Linked DNA regions of Mus musculus: all the other regions are linked to region 1. The links are chromatin contacts, called in public promoter capture Hi-C maps. All regions are on one chromosome and are shown on one strand. The core of a region is the stretch at or near the end of the contact, and the rest is flanking DNA. Distances in the headings are between cores, read along the strand shown. Region 1 has its middle 7.9 kb from the start of Igll1. Region 2 holds the start of Mzt2 (mitotic spindle organizing protein 2). Region 3 holds the start of Pkp2 (plakophilin 2). Region 4 holds the start of Spidr (scaffolding protein involved in DNA repair).

Evidence for each region. Promoter capture Hi-C pulls out the DNA fragments that hold promoters and counts their contacts.
Region 2: a contact with region 1 is called in a promoter capture Hi-C map of pre-B cells, with 4 times the contacts expected there. The contact joins the promoter of Mzt2 here to the enhancer-like site in region 1. A contact is called at or near these places in 4 of 39 promoter capture datasets (hippocampal neurons, liver, pre-B cells and 1 more) and 5 of 115 datasets of contacts at active chromatin or transcription factors (the 230-238 cell line, embryonic stem cells, large pre-B cells and 2 more).
Region 3: a contact with region 1 is called in a promoter capture Hi-C map of hematopoietic stem and progenitor cells, with 2.8 times the contacts expected there. The contact joins the promoter of Pkp2 here to the enhancer-like site in region 1. A contact is called at or near these places in 15 of 39 promoter capture datasets (the 3T3-L1 cell line, 3T3-L1-derived adipocytes, the C10 cell line and 8 more), 3 of 484 Hi-C or Micro-C datasets (cortical neurons and nephron progenitors), 10 of 115 datasets of contacts at active chromatin or transcription factors (DN3 thymocytes, acute myeloid leukemia, bone marrow-derived macrophages and 4 more) and 1 of 9 other capture datasets (embryonic stem cells).
Region 4: a contact with region 1 is called in a promoter capture Hi-C map of pre-B cells, with 3 times the contacts expected there. The contact joins the promoter of Spidr here to the enhancer-like site in region 1. A contact is called at or near these places in 5 of 39 promoter capture datasets (hippocampal neurons, liver, pre-B cells and 1 more) and 1 of 115 datasets of contacts at active chromatin or transcription factors (extraembryonic endoderm stem cells).

Annotation. Positions count from the first base shown.
Region 1 is chr16:16,853,543-16,858,599 of GRCm38.p6, reverse strand. It overlaps the pseudogene Gm5768. Among named protein-coding and RNA genes, the nearest start is that of Igll1, 7.9 kb to the left of the region's middle. Within about 2 kb of position 1,944, at least 29 of the 459 cell types and tissues checked have an H3K27ac peak or open chromatin away from gene starts, as enhancers often do. A contact at or near this core is called in acute myeloid leukemia, hematopoietic stem and progenitor cells, pre-B cells and 1 more, where this site is marked.
Region 2 is chr16:15,861,526-15,866,029 of GRCm38.p6, reverse strand. It overlaps Mzt2 (mitotic spindle organizing protein 2), which reads left to right and starts at 2,661. Exons shown (of 3, transcript NM_029354.3): 1 at 2,661-3,282; 2 at 3,487-3,632. The coding sequence starts at 3,107. Gm41425 (a long non-coding RNA gene) reads right to left here and starts at 2,593. Exons shown (of 3, transcript XR_875934.2): 1 at 2,519-2,593.
Region 3 is chr16:16,212,050-16,216,362 of GRCm38.p6, reverse strand. Pkp2 (plakophilin 2) reads right to left here and starts at 3,018. Exons shown (of 13, transcript NM_026163.2): 1 at 2,768-3,018. The coding sequence starts at 2,990.
Region 4 is chr16:16,144,744-16,149,592 of GRCm38.p6, reverse strand. It overlaps Spidr (scaffolding protein involved in DNA repair), which reads left to right and starts at 2,742. Exons shown (of 20, transcript NM_146068.4): 1 at 2,742-2,848. The coding sequence starts at 2,816.

The DNA.
Region 1 (5,057 bases), core at 695-3,194:
AAAACTTGCTCTTAAACATTGAACCTTCTCTCCAGCCCCTACTTTCCAAGTCTGAAGAGGTCTCCCTCTAGTATGCATTGTTTCAGTTTAGAGGAAATTGCTACACATTTGTTACAAGCAGGCGGGCTGATACTGGAAGAAGTGACAGGTTCCAACTCCTCTCCTTTTGTTACTGTGGTTATTCACATTCTGCAGCATCTCAAGGCAGACTGTCTCTCTAGGCTTTGTTGGCCAGCTCCTGCATCCACAAGTTTTGTGCTTTTTAAGATGGCTGAACTCTGAGGTCCCTCACCAACTCTTCCTTTGGCTCCTTTAGCAGGTGTTTCCTGCCGTCTGCCTTCCACAGCTTGGTTTCCCAGGTGGTGACACAACAGATCCATGCATGCTCTTGAATTCTGTCTTAGGGCTTCTATGGACGTGATAAAAACAAAACAAAACAAAACAAAAACCAAAAACCAACCAACCAAACAAAAAAAACCCCCAAAAAACCCAACTATGACCAAACACAACTTTTGAAGGACAGTTTCAGCTTACAGTTTGTAGTCTATTATCTAGGAAGTCAGAACAGCAGCTGGAGGCAGGAGCTAATGCAGAGGCCAAGGCTGCTTCTTGCTTCTCATGTCTTGCTCAGCATAATTTATATAACACCCAGGACCACCAGGAGTGGTATATCCACCTGGGCCATTCCATATCAATCATCAATCAAGAAAATGCAGTATAGACTTGCCCACAGGCCAATCTGGTGGGAGCATTTTTTTCTTAGTTGAGGTTCCCCATTCCAAATGACTCTAGCTTGTGTCAAATTGTCATTAACCTAGCAAGCACAATTGACCCTTTGTCAACTTCACTCACAAATAATTCAGCATAACCTTTGCTTTCTTGTTGTTCCTAAGGTTTCATATCAATATCAACATCACAATATACAATATTCTAATTTTAAGGGTCTCACAGTCCCTAAAAATTTCAATACTTTAAAAGTTCAGTCTCTTACAATATCCAGTCTCTCTGAAACTCCAAATATCTGTAAAATTCCAAAGCTTCTTAACTATGGGCTCCTGTAAAATACGAAATAGTTAAATATTTTCATATTCCAAGAGGGAAGGACCAGGCAGCATCACAATCAGATCAAGGCAAAATCAAAGTCAAACAGGGTAAAGGTTCATGTTGTAAAGCTCGATGTTGTAAAGCTCGACGTCAGGCCTTTGGGACTTCTTAGTTCCCAAGGGCTGGCCAAGCATATGCATCACCCATCAGAGGCTCAGGCCAGCTCTATACCACAGAGTTGCTGCTGTTCCTGGTGGTTATCCCATGATATTGTCATCTCTAACATTCTGCAGGCTCCTGTTGCAATCGAGTTGCACTTTCACCAACAGTCTCCTGGGCCATCTGCAGGGACTCTGGTCCTGCTATATGTTGTCAAGTGTCAACTTCTCTCTAAGACCCTTTCAGTTCGAATGCTCCTACTTCAACCTAGGCTACACGTTTACCAGCAAGCTCTTCATGGTGCCAAGACTCGGCAGCTCTCCATGACTCTTTATGCCTTCACAACCAGTATTACCTGGGAAACTTACACATTACTGTCGGCCTGAGTCTGCTCAGCTGCAGGGCACGGCTGCTTGGGGAGGAGGAACTTGGGGAGTTTGACTGAGATTACCCTGTGCTGCCTTCCGGGTGAGTTCACGAGCTGTAGGGAAGTGCTCCTGGGATAGGAAAGCACAGTCTGAGATGAGGGAAAGTCGGACCTGATTTAGGGGTCCTTGGGTCTGTGACATTGCCAGGGCCATGGGGTTCTTAGACTCTTGGACATCTAGGCGCCACTGGAAGTCACAGAAGAGCAGAGAACAGAGTCAGGGGCCACATGGCCTGGGGACAGCATCTAGCTGGGGCTGGGGAGGGGGTGGGGAGGAAGGAGAGCTCTGGCTTGTCTCATGGGGTGAGTGTCCTTTGCTTAACAGAGGCAGGTTTGGTGGCAGTTGTGGCTGGGAGTGCAGAGAGGCCTTCTACAGGATGTGGCTCTGTAGACAAAGACCTTCTCCAGGTTCCTCATGGTGAATCTTGATGAAAGAGACAGTCGATGATGGAAAATTGATGCATAAAACCACTTCTCAGGGTGGGCCTGAGATTAAATTCCTTTTGCAGGGAGGAATGTCTAGGAAGAGAAGCTTATGGGCTTAAGCCCTCCCGGCCTAGGTTCCTCATTAGCATGGAGAACTCTGTTTTGAGCCTATGTGACCATAGGCCACGTTTCTTTTATGTGAGAGAAGCATGGCATGTGTTCCAAGTCAGGAGTCTGGCAGGGAGCTGGGAGTCACCTAAGCCTCAGGTGTGTGCCCACGAGTCTCTTCCTCTTGACCTGCTTTACCTTAACAAACTTCCTGGCATGTGTTTTTTTTTTTTTTTTTTTTTTTTTTTTTTTTTTTTTTTTTGAGACAGGGTTTCTCTGTATAGCCCTGGCTGTCCTGGAACTTACTCTGTAGACCAGGCTGGCCTCGAACTCAGAAATCCGCCTGCCTCTGCCTCCCGAGTGCGCCACCACGCCCGGCTCCTGGCATGGTTTTAATCCCACACATTACCAGGTTTGTTTGCCAGCACGAGGTCCAGGCTTGGACCTGTTTGCACTATAGGTTTGTGTGCTGACCCCGAGGAAACACTTCCCAGAAGGTTCTGCTTCCTTAATGCTGGTTTCTTCTTAACCTTAGTTTATTTGCAGCCTTAACTGACCAGTCTTAATTTACCCAGTCAAGCAAGTTTTCACACTCTAAGACTTGGTGCCAATTTCTGTCCTAGTTATGGGTTCAATTGTGATAAAACATGACTAACATGAGCTTGAGGGAGGAGAGCTTATTTTAGCTTACAGCTTGTATTCCACCATCCAGGGAAAGTCAGTGTGGGAACTCAAGATAGGAACTAATGCAGAGGCTGTGGGGGAACATTGCTTACAGGCTTGTGCCTCTCTCTTACTCAACTTGCTTTCTTATACACCCTGGACCCATTGGTCCAGGGCAGGAGCGGGACCACCCACAATTGTCTGGGCTCTTCCATACCAATCAGCAATCAAGAAAGTGCACCACAGGCTTGCCCACAGGTGGGGGAATCTTCTTGGTTGAGGTTTACTTTTCTCAAATGACTTCAGCTTGACATAAAGTTGACATAAAACTATCCAGCACAGATTCAGTCAGAGAAAAGATGTGTATTGCATCTTCAGTGGAGTATGAGGCAGTGATTGTTAATTTGGATCTGAAATGAATCTGAAGCTTGGTATTGTGCATAGAAGACTCGGGATGTTCTAAAGGGAGTTAGGAAATATTCCACACTTCTGGAAGTCCGTCAAAACTCTGCAAGTAAACAACTCAATAGCTTAAGGAGCTCTCTGAAACCATCCAGACTCTCATGGCTTCTCCATTGGTTATTTCTGGTCTGCACAGGTGGGAGAGACGTGCTGAAGCTCCTCATGTAAGCTCCTGTATTTGGTTTTTACTTTGTGTGTGTGATATTACTTTATTCTGTAACGTTTTGAGCTTTGGGGCATATCCTATATCGCCCCCTGCTGGCACCTACTCTCCAAAAGCTCTGTAGGGCTATGAAACAATGTGCTCACCCTGGAAACATCTGCTATTGTCCTAGGAGGTCACCAGCTTCGGAGTGTCTTCACGGTTTACTCCTGCACCATAAGTGGAAGCACATGCAGCATCGGATTGGAGAGTGGAAGGAAAAGGTGGAGCTGAAAGTTAGAGAGGGGACACACACACACACACAAAGAGAGAGAGAGAGAGGGAGAGAGAGAGAGAGAGAGAGAGAGAGAGGAAGAGAGATGATGGAGGACTGAGAGAAGATGGAGGAAAAGGAAGATGAAACAGAACCATGTGGCCTGGATGAGCCACAAGTAGCTAGGGATTTCATAGATGGAAAAAAGTAATGTAAGATACATTTGCTTGATCTAGGTGTGCAGTTTGAATTTATACCAGTTATATTATGTGTTCTTTGCATGGGCATTTTGGGGTTGGAGAATTACTGTTATAAATCTGGATGGTATAGTAAAAGTCTGTGGTGTTATCATTTTATAGGGCTAAGGGAATCTGAGCTAGCAATAGCAGGCTTTCTGCAGGCTTGCCACAGTGGGTAGATGACCTGGGAAGTGTGAACAGCCTGGCAGCAAACTAGCTGTGGGAACTGGGAACCATGGGAGCAGGTGAGACTGCAGTTGCCAGTGCCTAGCCAGCCACATCGTGAACTGTTTGATTTATAACTGCACACTATAGATGGTGCCAAACATGAGGCCTGAACCCATGACTCTGAGATTAAGAGTCTCATGCTCTACCAACTAAGCTAGCTGGGCTTTTTTTTTTTTAAATCACACCTGAGTGGCTTGTTTAATTGAGGAGGGACATAGGTGAGAACAAATAAAGACAGCTGGGACCCTCAGTAGGGAAGAATACCCCTCCCTCCCCGTATGCACCCACTGACCTTAAATAAAAAATAACCAACTATAAGAGAGCAGCTGAGACAGTGATGGGGAGGCTGGGAGTGGTCAGGGAAGGACACTTGGAATTGAGGGCAGCAGTGAACCATGTGTGTGTTGGGAGGGCCCGAGGTCGTGCTGGACGAGTCTGTCTTCCTTGTAGACATGTATAAATACAAAGATAAACCTTTCTTCTCCCCTCTCTACCCAGTGCTGCTCACCACCGTCCCAGCTTGCCTTTCCTTATCAGTGCAGGGAAGAGTGGAAAAGCAAGTTATTACCAAATTCCAATCAGACCCATGTCCATCAGCTTCTGGATCTTCTGTGCTATTACAGGATTCTTTAAGTATTTGCTCAGAACCTGGGATCCTTCTGCATCTACTTCAGGATGAGCCTCATGTCTGGGTCACTCATTATCTGCTGCACATCAGGGTCAGCCATGGCCAGACTCTTCACATCCTCAGGGCTATCATGTCCGTTGTACTGTGCCATCATACAGTGTTGGTAACCACCTGCTGCTTCCTTACAGCTGGAGTCCAGGTCTAATGCCGTTTGGTACACACCTATGGCTTCTGAATAGTCCTTTATGCTTTCCCTA
Region 2 (4,504 bases), core at 1,412-3,911, 990 kb after region 1:
CCACAGGCCAAACTGATAGAGGCAATTCCTCAATTGAGATTTCTACTCTGTTAATGTGTAAGTTTGAGTTAAGCTGAGAAAGACTAGTCAGCGAAGAGTGTATACGTATGTTCAAAGATGTATAAAGGTATTAGGGTGTTACTATGTGTGATGGTTTGTATATCCTTGGACCAGGGAGTGGCACCATCTGAAGGTGTGGCCTTGTTGGAATAGGTATAACCTGGTTGGAATGGTTGTGTCACTGTGGGTGTGGGTATAAGATCCTCACCCTAGTTGCCTGGAAGTCAGTCTTCCACTAGCCGCCTTTGGATGAAGACATAGAACTCTCAGCTCATCCTGCGCCATGCCTGCCTGGATACTGCCATGCTCCCACCTTGATGATAATGGACTGAACCTCTGAACCTGTAAGCCAGCCTCAATTAAATGTTGTTTTTTATAAGACTTGCCTTGGTCATGGTGTCTGTTCACAGCAGTAAAACCCTGACTAATACACTATGTGTATGTAAGGGCATGTTTACTTGCTTCAAGCATTTCTGTGTGAGGTTGTGTGTTTAACACACTGTGTGTGCAGTGTGAGCATGCAGGCATGTAAGCATTCAAGTGTGAGAATATATACTTGCATGCAACATGGTTGTGAATGTATATGACACTGAGTCACATGTGAGCATCTGAGAGTATAACAGTGTGAAAGAATACGTAACAATATGGGCCTTAGTTAGGGCTTCTATTCTTTTGATAAAACACCATGACCAAAATCAACTTGGGGAGAAAAGGGCTCATATTATCTCACAAGTTGTGATCCATCATCTGTGGAAATCAGGGCCTGAACTCAAGACAGAACACAAAGGTAGGAGCTGGTGCAAAGGCCATGGAGAAATGTTGCTGGCTTATTTCCCATTGCTAGCTTAACCTGCTCTGATATACCATCCGGGACCACATGCCCAGGTGCGGTACCAGCCATAGTCACCTGGGCATTCTGGTATCAGTCATCAATTAAAAAAAAGATGCACCCCAGGCTTGCCCACAGGCCATCTGATAGGGTCATTTTCTCAATGGAGGATCTTCCCAGATGACTCTATCTTGTGTCGTGTTGGCAAAACACTAGCCAAGACAGTGTGTGTGTGTGTGTGTGTGTGTGTGTGTGTGTGTGTGAGAGAGAGAGAGAGAGAGAGAGAGAGAGAGAGATTTTGTATGAGCATGTTGTGTGTACATAAATGTTTGAATTTTTAAGTGCGTATTAGTACAAGAGCCCTTTATTAAGGTCTCTAAGTCTGTGCAATTTAGTCCTCTGGACTTTCCTAAAGTTGAGGCCATGTATGATTATGTCAGAATTATATGAAAATGGCGGAGTGACTTATGTGAGGGTCCAATGACCCTACCTTGACCTTCCTTCTATGAATGGACACTGGCCATCCATGGACCTGAGGTGATATACTCCTACAAACAGGCAGAGCTGATGGCATGCAGGTAACAGTTGTCTGGCTAGGGAGATGATGCTGTGCCTCACTTCGATTTGCCTCCAGTTTGTACTCTTGGGCATTCTGACCAATAGGAGCTGGTTCCTGGAGCCATCAATCCTACAATAAACTAATGAGGCAGGGAGGCCCTACATTTACATCATGGCCACAGTTCTGCGAAAACCTGAGATATTCTGGAATCCTGCAAACAAGCACCTGATGTTCCACCCTGGGAAGCAGGTGCCAGATTAGATGCACATACATCCTGTAATGTCTGCTCCTGGAGCCAGACTCATTCCCCACAGCCCACACTGGCTCTTCACAGTCACCAGCAGCTTACTGTCACCATGGTCCTCACTGTGACAGACGCACCATTCAACATGGAAATGGTGTTTAGTCCTTAGATCTGGACCTTGGTGACTGGCCAAAGGTTCACCAAATATGAAGACCGGAAGTGCAGAACCAGGGAAGCTGTGTTCAGTATAAGGAAGAAAGAAGGAAGGCTGAGAACTGACTAGATGCTCTAAATTCTCCCCTTCCCGGTAATGAATACGTTTTCCCCTAAGAATGAAGACTATTCACCCAATATATTTTTATATTGAAAATATTTTTTCATACTCTATAATCTGATCATGATTTCCCTCCCTTACCTCCTCCCTGAACTTTGCCACTTCCCTACCTTCTCAAGTTCTCTCTCTCTCTCTCTCCCTCCTCTCTTTTCTAGCAAATAGGCACATTTAAAAAAAATCAAGCCAGAATAAAACAAATTGAAAAAATAAAAACACCAATCAACAAACATACACATACGGATACACACACATATGCAAAAGACTAGTAATGTAAAATGGACAAAGCATCAGGAGACAAAATATCTCCAAGAGTGCCCCCGCACAAATTTTAGATGCCCCTCCTGGTCCCCTTTCACTGTGTAGGCACTTCTGGACGGCTCCCCCGGTCCACTCTTTCCCGATGGCAGTGACAATCATGGTAACCGGCCAAACATTTGCAGTTCTCAACACACCGGCCAAGCTAACGTGTTGAGTTCAAAATGACCATCCTACCTATCTTCAGAAATAGACGCCGCTATCCAGACACACAACCCGGAAATAGCGTCATCAAGCTGCGCGTCAGGCCACACCCCTGCCTACTGGGAAAAGCGGCTCAACCTCCCGGGAAAAGCGCCTGCAAAAGCAAAAGCCAATCAAGTGCAGAAGCAGTTGGCCACAAGGCGCGTGCGCAGTGACGTCCTCAGTTGCTCTTTACTCCCCAAGTTTATGTATTTCGGGGTCGGGGGACAGGAGTGCGTATCCGTTTAAAAGCAAAGCTGTTTAGGGACCGTCAACAGAACTGGTAATTACACGAGATCGTGAATACTCGTCATCCAACAGGCATTTGCTAAGTACCCGGTATATGCCAGGTACTATTCTGGGGTCTGCTACCTAAGCCAGCAGTCCAAGTCTGATCGTCAGGCAGTGATCAGCTTCCCACCACCCCACCCCATGCCTAGCACACTGCCCTGTGCACAGTAGACGTTCCGAACAAGTCAAGTAACCGACTGTGTAAAGGCCTCTTGGAACTCTCGCCTCGGTGCTGGAGCTGTTGACTTGCAGAGACTCTGTCCAACACAGATCCCTTTTCAGGCTATACGAATGGCGGCGGCGGCGGCTGCTGCTGGTGGTGCTGCACTCGCGGTTTCCACAGGATTGGAGACAGCAACGCTGCAGAAGCTGGCGCTTCGGCGGAAGAAAGTGCTGGGGGCCGAGGAGATGGAGCTGTACGAGCTAGCTCAGGCTGCTGGCGCCGCCATCGACCCCGATGTGTTCAAGTGAGAAAGCGGGGGTCGGGACTTTGAGCTCATACTCCCTACAGATAATGCCGGCTTTAGGACTCCTCATTCCTGCATCTGCTACTCTAAGATATCCGTGTCTCTTTAAGGGGTTTCAAGACGGTGACCCAGCTGGCGCGACTCCTAGAGCATGTCCGCCCTGTGGCTTTCAGTATTCGCTAAGCACTGCATTTGTTTCCCCAGGATCCTGGTGGACTTGCTGAATCTGAATGTGGCTCCCCTCGCCGTCTTCCAGATGCTGAAGTCCATGTGTGCTGGGCAGCGGCTGGCAAGCGATCCCCAGGACTCGGTGCCCATATCTCTGTCTACATCCACATCAGAGACCCGAGGTTAGAGATGGGCTGGGTACTTCTGCCTAGAGGGTGGCCGAGGTGGGGAAGGAGTAGAGAACCTCGTGCCGGCTTGTCTTAGAATTGCTCAACCTGTCTATAGGCCTCCTCCCAAGGTCTGCAGACCCATCCACCTTTCAGGGACTTTAGTTGGCTCCACCTTTCGGATTGTACTGCTGGACCAAAGACTGGTCCAAGCAAGCTAGACTTGGTCTTTCTGACTCCCTCTCACCTCTTCATCATGCCTCCATTGCACAGGTAGAGGAATAAACATGGCTTTGGTCTCCATCTACCACACAGCCTCAAGGAAGTGTTCAGAGAGCAGAGCAGACAACGCCTCCCCCTCCGAGGGCCACGTCTAGCTCCTGTTCATCTCAGGCCAGGCCCGAACACCTCTCATCTGGGGATTTTTTTGGGTTGCAGGACTGAAGCCATCTGATTCCTTTGGGACAAAAAGTAGAGGTCTGACAGAAAGATTCACCCAGTTCTCAGGTGTGAATGGCCTGGTCATGAGTGGGACCAGGTGTAAGCAGATGGTGGTGAGCAGAGTGTAACAGGGATCTCAGGTCCTCCAGCCTGCCCATCCTATCTGTTACATCTGTTCTCTCTGCCTGTCGGACCCTCTGAAATACAGCTTGTCCTCCCAGACAAGTGGATGCAAGTCCAGTGCTCATTTCCTGCCTGTAAGTGCAAGAACCACATGGAAGGAATCCAGGTGGGGTAAAGTGAGCAGTCTGGCCCAGTGAAGGCAGACTGTCAGGCCTGGGGACTCACACATACACGCTGACCCACCCACTTTCTGATCAATGTGTGTCTCTGGCCTCTATCACCCTTTCTCTTTGTGGAAGAGAAACAAGGGTAACCTTTCCCTC
Region 3 (4,313 bases), core at 1,769-4,268, 640 kb after region 1:
ACCTAAGAGATAAAACTGACTTTAAAATATTCACCAGTTTAAAATGATACCAAAAGTCAGTGAGTGATTTCCAGGGAAACCATACACCGTAAGAAAGCCACGGAGGGTGAAAAAGCCTTACAAGGCATTAACCACAAACCTTTCGGCAGACTGTCTGCTGCCTCATCCTTTCTGGTATGTCAACAATCCAGAATTCTCCAGGGTACTGGGGCTAAGGGCAGTAACATCAGGGTCACTCTTTCCAGATCAGCACTGTTTCAGTGCTGTGTTTCCACACTACAGACAGGACACGGATATAAGGAAAATATAAAGCAATCCAGCCACTCTAAGTCCCAAACACTTCCAAAGTACTTCAGTTAAACAGGTGGGAGTCACCTCCTGCTGCTGCTCCAGGGTACAGGGAAGCCCGGTCCCTGTAGCTGACCTCCTTCAGAGTAGGGGTCTGATGCCTTACCCCCGCCTAAGCTGCACTTCTCTGCAGCCTGCCAAAGAGCTCTGTGGTAATCAAAAATAGCTCAGGGCTTTATCCCTTAGTTGGAAAAAACCACTCAACGGAACAGAAGCACCAAGGCTGAGTCTTTGTTCTCTCATGTCAACTCGGCACTATGAAATATCCGTGCACACTTCTACAGTAACGCATGCATCTCCAGCTATGCTCCCTGCACAAGCCTAATAAACTTCTGAGATTTAAAGCTCCTAGTTTCAGAGTGTGGGGGTGGGACTGGTGAGCTAATATCACAGTTCCTCCAAACAGATTTTCAAAATTCTCTTTGGCTGGGAGAACTTTGCATTTGAAAGCTCTGTGGCACCCTTGCTGTTCTCTGGGTACTTAGGGCTTTTGATTCATGACTGCATTTCCTTGGGTTTAAACTTCTTGTTACAAAGCACACCAAATGTGTGTTTAATTCAGCACCAGAATGATGCCCCTTGGAGAAGAACACGTTCAGTGGCAGTGGTTGAATTCACCAAACAGCTCCTGTATTATTCCGTAGAGAGGAGACACCAATTTTCTAGGACTTGGACCATCATCCTACAGCTGTTGATAGATATATGCCTCCCCCCACTCCACCCCTAAAATGATCACCTTATAGTATCTAGCTCATCTACCTTTCCAATTCCATTTAAGGACATAACAGAATGGAAATGCATGAAATTGGAGATGACCAGCTGCCATATGATAGCAAAGTGCTTAGCAAAGCTCCCTGTTCCTTCCTCCTACACTGGACCCCCACCCCCACCCCCACTCCCACCATTTGTTTACTAGTTGATGCCTGCTTGTTCTTCTGGCTGGCCACCCTTACAAGATAAGGAAGAAGGCTCTTCAGTTCCACGTTAGCACTGGGCATGAGGCTTTTCACACTGCAGGATGCAATGGCAGGACTAGCCAGACACTGCCCTCAGTCATCCTGGAGTCCTTTGCCACATTCCTAACCCTAAGGTTTGCTTTTTCTTCTCACCAGGAACTAAAGCAGTTCTTTCCTGTGTAAACCTTTCCATCCTCTTAGAACTTCCTTAGTTTTACTTAGAGGAAAAGGAGTCGTTACAGGGAAGTTTAGTTCCCAAGTAATTTCATTTTGTGTTAGTAATCAAACACTTAATATGTTAACTCATGATCGACTTAAAACTCCACATTTTGGCTTTTATATACCACCTATGCCACTTTCTGTCTGGAATCTTGACTGTTTTATTTGCTCAGTTTCCTTGTCTCTAAGCTTGGATCCACAGTAAACCCAGCCCATGTCTGTAATCTCAGCACATGGGAGACGGAGACGGGAAGTTTGAGGCTGCATCTTAAAAATCGTATCTATATCTACACATATGGAAAGAGAAAGGAAAAAAATACACAGTTCATTTTAAGAAGATAATATAAAGTGCGAACCACATAGCCTAATTAGGGACGTTACAGGCACTCACTTACATGAGCTTGCAATCATTAAACACCTCTTTACTTTTCAAGTATGCAAACATCAACTGCCCTAACCTTTAGACAAACTGAAAAGCGGACAGCCTCCCAGACTCTGCTATTTGAAATCCACATGCTGGCACGGAAGCATTATTATTCTTAATGGTAATCACATTTACCAGAGCTTCTGATCTTTCTGATCAACCACACTTCTGTCAACTAGTCTGTGTGGTGGGGGGTTGATTTTTTTTTTTTTAATGAGGGCGGTTCTGCACCCACGCATCTGTTGGTTCTGGTGTGTGGGTGTGAGGTGGGCAGGCGGGGCTACCTTCAGCCTGGCCAAAGTCTCCTTCCTCCTTATCCTCCGCAGGGTGTTCAGGTTGCTCCCAGACCCAAAGCCGACTTGCTCAATTTGTTTAGTCGCAGATACGGAGTGGAGCACTTGGACGAGGTAACCTCAATTTAGAGGATGGAGGAACCGCAGGGCTTTGAAGGTTTCTTTCTAAAAATATTTATAGAGAGTCGTAAACTCTAAAACATCTCAATAAAAGCCCAAAGCGCCTTATTCCAGAAGATCAATCTTGCATACCAAAGTCTGCATAAAATTTCAAAGTGTTTTTTAGAATCTCAGGGAGAGAACCCGGAGCGAGCGGCGAAGGGTGAAACCGATCGAATTCTTTAATACAGACAATTGTGTAATTAACAAACGAATAAGGTAGACCAGAACCAAAGGTTAGGGAGGAAGCGTGTCCAAAGCGACCAACCACGAGCCGGAAAAGGTAAGGTGAGCAACAGGTGGGCGGGCGGACACCGGTTCGCACCGGGGAGACCTACGACTAGCACGGCGGGTGGGGTTCGACTCACCGCTGACCGCAGAGCTCCGGCCCCGGCGGGCCAGGGTCTGCTGCACCTGCTCCTGGATCCGCTGGCTCCGGGCCGCCGGGTCGCCGCGGCCGCTGCTGCCGGCCAGCCTCAGTCTGGCCTCGGAGGGCAAGGCCAGGCTGGAGCTGTCCAGGTGACCCAGGATCTGCTGGCCCAGCACAGTCCGGATGTAGCCACACTCGGCCAGTGAGCCGGGGACGGCCATCGCGTCGGCGGAGTGACCAGGAGGGACTGCCAGGACCTGCCCGCAAAGCCGCAGAGGCGTGGGGACCGGCAGCAAACCCCGCCCCGCCCCGCCCCGCCCCGCCCCGCCCCGCCCCGTAGGACCCAGGCCCTTAGGGGACAGGGGCGTGGCTCCTGCAAAGCAGGCGCACTCCGCCCGGGGCGAGCACGTCCTCTGAGGCCCCCACGTATTCTCGGCTCGCGAAGGATTGTGGGAGGAGCTGCCCTTAGGACAGGTGCAGCTGGGAACTTCTGCTGTGAGTAGCACATCTAGTTAGTTAGGGTCAGTTACACTGTTCCAAACGTTCACAGATAATGAAACATGTATGAAATAGACGTATTTTAAAGGTTTTTTTTTTTATCCGTAGTACTTCAGGACGCCGAGCTTTTTGTACAGATGGAGCCCCAGAAACATATGTTCTCCCTCAGTGAAAGCCTCTGCTTGCTCTTGCAAATACACAAATTGTACCCAGTGCGCTCTTGTCCACCCACTTCCTTCTTAAGGAACATGCCCACACAGAGAAACTCCAATAAGAGGCCCAGAGAAAAGATGACTTTTAATACTCAGTTTTAATAGCTCTTCTAACGTTGACTAAGCCCTCTTTATGACAAGCTCTTTGCAGGGGAACTCATGAACGAGGTTTCTCACTTAAATCTCCCGAACTTGAGTTTATCATGCTATTAACTATGCTTCACATGCAATTGGGCTAAGAACAAGAGCTAAGCTCAACAGAAGGGTCCTTGAACTTAAAGTTGACAACCGATGCTACTCTCCACATACTGGTATTTAGACTTGGGAGAAGAAAAGAAAAACATCTATGTTTGTTATCAAGTGGGGTCTTTTCCTTTGGTTGCTAGGGTTTGTACCTTTGTTGGAACAGCTAGGGAACACAACTTCTCTTCTTCCCCGGTTCCTAACTAAACAGTTAATGTGGCTTCCTGTTTTGCCTTCGAGCATCGAGGAAATCAGGGACGAGTCACTCTTTCTCCACAGGCCACATAGTCAAAGGTCATAAGGAAAGCTCTGGAGGTGGGAGCTATGAGGTCAGCAAAAGCAACTGGGCCAGTCTTTAGGTAAATTGTGCCCAAAAGCTTGGCTTGCCAAGTCAGGTGTAAATAATGTACAGATGTGATGCTGAGAGCTTACCGAAAACAAGAATGTTATGACGGTTAAATTACAGCAACAAATCCTGTCACCAGCCCCTTGTAAGCAACCTGTTTCCCTTCATCTATCTCCTAGCTCCTTCTGAAAGTCCCAGGTCTGTTGCTTTAAAAGATAACTGCAGCGCCTGCTTCTGCAGGGCCA
Region 4 (4,849 bases), core at 1,493-3,992, 710 kb after region 1:
CTGCTTCTATGTCTGTGTACCAACCATATGCATTCATTGTTCACAGAGTCCAGAAGAGGGCAGTGGATCACATGGAACTGAAATTGAAGTTATTGGCAACCAAACCTGGGTCTTCTGCAAGAGCAACAATTGCTCTTAACCTCTAAGTCATCTCTCTAGCCCCATTTGCCATATTCTTAATATATAGCTATCAGCATTAAAAAAAAAAACACACACACACACACACACAACCATAGCCCTGAGAACAAACTATAAAGAATGACTATCCTGAAATGCACACAGCCATGGCTTTCATGGATCTCTCCTTGATTGGATTATCAATTTACATAATCATCTTATTCTTGCTTAAGCCTAGCATTTCAATCTTGTAAAATTTGTGTCACCTAGGACATGCAACCATTTCAAACTAAACTCTCTGTGGTGCAGGATTCCAACTATTTCCTTCTATAGAAAATACATAGTCTCTTTCCCAATCAACAGATAAGGTTGGGAGTTTTGTGGTCCTTTTTAGGTAGGTCTGCGCCTCTCAGCCTGGAATTGGCTGTAGAGGATTCATTGATCATAATTGTGCTTGCCAAAAAGACATTTGGGATCCCAGCTCTCAGGAAGGAATTATGGCAGGAGAGAACAGACTAGAGAAAATTATATCAATATTAATATATAAAAGAAATCAATAAGCAGAGAATGGCAAGAAGCCACCCCCAACCTGGTATTCATTCAACAAATGGAATATATTCATTGAAAGCCCAAACTTGTATGAATATTGTACATAACCCATAAAAAGTGATAGGCCTCTGACCCAGTGTATCTGGAACACACTTGTTTGTTTGTTTGTTTGTAGCTCACTCTCATTCTTGGGAGTGTTTCAAATTTTTACATAGACTATATCTGTATTTCTAATCACAGAGCCATGGTCCAATTCATTGCAGTAGGACACAAGAACCTATATACTTCAGCAGGCATTCCTGGAACACTCCAGTAGACCTCACATCTATATCTATAAAAGTTTGGATAGAAATATTCAGGGAAGGTGAGAGTTATAAGAGGAAGTGACAAGCTAGCATTGTATTAGTGCTGCAGAAGGACTACAAACCAATAGCAAAACCACATATTCTAGAAAGACTAAGAAAACTATTCCAAGAGAAAACTAAACTTGGTGTTTCCTTTCACGTAGCCTAAGACAGCCTTGAATTCACTACTTTTGGGAATTTGGGAAAATTGTAATTCTCTAAAATATCAGCCCATGGGAAAAGAAGGGCAGGATTTTTTTTTTTTTTTGCAACTCGGACTTTAAAAACAAACAAACAACAACAAAACAAATATTATTTTGCCATGTGCGGTAGTGCACAGCAGTAATCTCAGCACTCAGGAGGCAGAGACAGGAAAATCTCTGAGTTGAGGCTAGCCTGGTCTACACTGTAAGTTCTAGGATAGTCAGGGCTAAGTAGTGAGAGACCCTGTCTCAACAAACACAAACAAACAAGCTAACCAGTGGAAGAAACAAACAGAAACCCAAAGCAGACAGAAAACCCCACTGTCTTGTGTTACGTCAGTAAGCCAGTCATTTTGTCCTTTTTTCTCCTATGCTGTAGTCCCCCTTTGCAGAATGGCATATCAAAAACTGCTCCACTTGCAGTAGTATTTTTAATTCATTAAGGGCCTTGTTTCCCACTCTGCCTATCTTTCAGTTAGAGAATAAAGTCACCACCCAGGCTCTAAGCTCCTCTTCTGTACACATCTGTAAATACAACTTTCTGAGAATCCTTTCCATTGTCCACTCCAAGTTTTCAACAATATAGTTTATTTAATATTTTCTTCAATATATATCTTTATAGAATATGCCTCCGCTAATCTAGTTTCTACTTAAGTCCCATGCAAACACATTCTTGACAAGGACTTATTTAGTGTTTTTTTCGACACTAGAAACCCTGTTAATCCAGTTTCCACTCAAGTAGCAGCTCTCTGTCCTGCTGGTTTGAACATACATAGACAACTATGTCCTAGCGCTTTAAAACATCCAAGGAACGGCTTCATCTTCCACATTAAAATGTTCCCTGAACCAGCATCTAGAAATTTAAGAATGTAAGCTCTCTGGCTTTTCCCAGATCTATAGTATGTGAAACCTACTTTATAACAAATCCAACTAGTGTTCCTATAGTTTTTTTTTTTAAATAGGAAATCTTTGCTCTTGATATTTATGAATTTTATATTTAAGAATTCCTCATTAGTTAGAGAAGTACTATTCCTTTTCCTGGCTTACTTATGTTTTATTACTAATTAACAATAATTATTGAATTCTAGTTTACGGCTGCCAAGCCAACGACCACCATATCCCAGAACTCACTTGGCTCACCTCCCACCCTTACTTGTGTTACATCATTTTCCATATAAATAAGGAGAACACCCCCTCCTCGCTCTCTTCTCTTCTCTCTCTGCCACTCCCTTATCTCTCCCTCTCAATAAAACCTCTTCACGTTGAACTGCCTGGGCCTAGTGTGCTTCTTGGTGACCCGCTATTCTAACACATCACTGGTTACTGCTCTAAGGCTTTGCTTAGCTAGGAGAGAGGATGACCTGTAGATCAGCTCTCAGGCTCCCTAAAGAGCGAGAGGAAGAGCCTAGACAGCAGCTCCCTCAGTTTGAGCCCGTGGAACTTGAGACGACGGCTTTCGCAAGGGGCGGGGCGCGGGAAGGGGCGTCTCCGGAGGAAAGGGGGCGGGGCGCGGGAAGGGGCGTCGCCAGAGGGAAGGGGGCGGGGCGCGTGATGGGCGGCTTCCGGATGGGGCGGCGAGCAGGAAGACTGTGCACGTAGGAGATGTCTGGAGCCCGCCGCCCCGGCACGTCCAAGGTACGCTGTGCTGTTGCTATGAAAGCAGAGGGCGGGCGTGTAACCTCTGTGGGCTTCTCGTGCCTGTCCCTGGTCCGGTGAAGGGAGCTGGTGCGCCCAGTCTGACCGGCACGAGCCCGTTGGTGGCGGTCGGTCTAGGCAGGGTTCCCTCGCTCTGCCTCTGCCCAGGTCTGCTGAATGGTCCTGGGAACCAAGCGGGTGGGTGGCTGACAGGGAGGACGAATTGATTCGGAGTGAGTGTGAGCTGGCGTCTGGCAGTTCATTTGCCTCCGTTTTATTTTGTTGCTTAACACACCAAGACAGTAGTGGGTATTGGAGTATCTCTTCTGTCCCAGGCATCTTTTGCTACACTTTGCTTTCCCGCCTAAACTTTCTGAGAGGCGTGCTTCTCCCGTGTCTCCCGCAGTCCCTGTATACTGTAGGCACTGTTGTAGGAACTGTTACATGGATGAAATTTAAGCGATCCTCTACATTTCTCCGACATTGTGTTTCTCTTGGATCATATTTTGCCTTTTCAAAGTTCCTCACTTACAGATGATTATTTCATAATACTCAAAATTTAGAACAGCAAACGGTGCTTCATTCCCTCACCTGCTCTTCCTTTCACTAAATGCTAAACTCCCTTAACACTACCATTCGTACTTATTTCTCAGATAGCCTTGAAAGATGACACTGTGAACTTTGTAACTTATTTAGAGAGTAAAAGCACGTATAACTTATGATTTAAAAGACTAATTTAAATTTCAGGAAGACTAAAAGATGAAAAAATCAAGGAATTAAAACATTTCTACATCTAACATAAATTAGTTCTTGCAGCCCTCGATACCCTTGCTAACTGTATACATTTATTTAAGCGTCCCTAAAGTCCTGATTCACTCTTATAGCTGCTCATTCACTTCTCCTAACTGCCCAGCTCCAAATTTTGACTTTGTGCCTATTCTCAACAACTTTTTTTTTTTTTTTTTTTTCGAGACAAGGTTTCTCTGTGTAGACCAGGCTGGCCTTGAACTCAGAAATCCTCCTGCCTCTGCCTCCCGAGTTCTGGGATTAAAGGCGTGCGCCACCACGCCCGGCTTCTTTTCTTTTCTTTTCTTTTCTTTTCTTTTCTTTTCTTTTCTTTTCTTTTCTTTTCTTTTCTTTTCTTTTCTTTTCTTTCTTTCTTTCTTCTTCTTCTTCTTCTTCTTCTTCTTTTTTTTTTTTTTTTTTTTTTTGGTTTTTTGAGACAGGGTTTCTCTGTATAGCCCTGGCTGACCTGGAACTCACTTTGTAGACCAGGCTGGCCTAGAACTCAAAAATCCGCCTGCCTCTGCCTCCCAAGTGCTGGGATTAAAGGCATGCGCCACCATGCCCGGCGCCTTTTCACAACTTTAAGAGTTTGCCCTGGACTGCGATTTTTAGCTGTCACTACAGCATAAAGAAATTACAGTGTGTTATGAAACCATTTGTTTAGCTTATCAGGGCCCTAGCAATTTTTCCTAACTTAGAAATCTGTTGTTTTTGTTATTTCTTTCTGCCCTCTTCATTTTATTAGTTTCCAATAGCTTTTCTTTTCAGTAGTTGTGTTACTTAACTGTTATGTAAAGATTGTCTCAAAAGTGAAGCAGCTTTCCACAAGTATTGCTATCAGGATTCTGACTGTAGTTTAAGCTTATGGTTGTAGCTTCTCCCAAGACTTCTCCAGAGAAGTCTTCTCCCAAATTCACTGAGGTAGGGGCCAGGGTGGTGGTGGTTGTGGTAAGTTTCAGTTTGTTAGTTCCATAGGATGGCTCACAACTTTGTCAACAGCAAATGAGACAGGATCTCATGTCACACAGGCCGACTCTGAATTACTCATCTTTGATCTACATTTCAATTTCTAGGATTACAAGTAGCATATGCCACCACACCTGACTTTCATTTAATTAATTAACTGGTTGGCTAATTAATTTGCTTTTGGTGGAGGGAGCAGGGCTTATGGCAGGTTATGTATACTTAGTGTTTTAACTACATCGTTATGCCTTG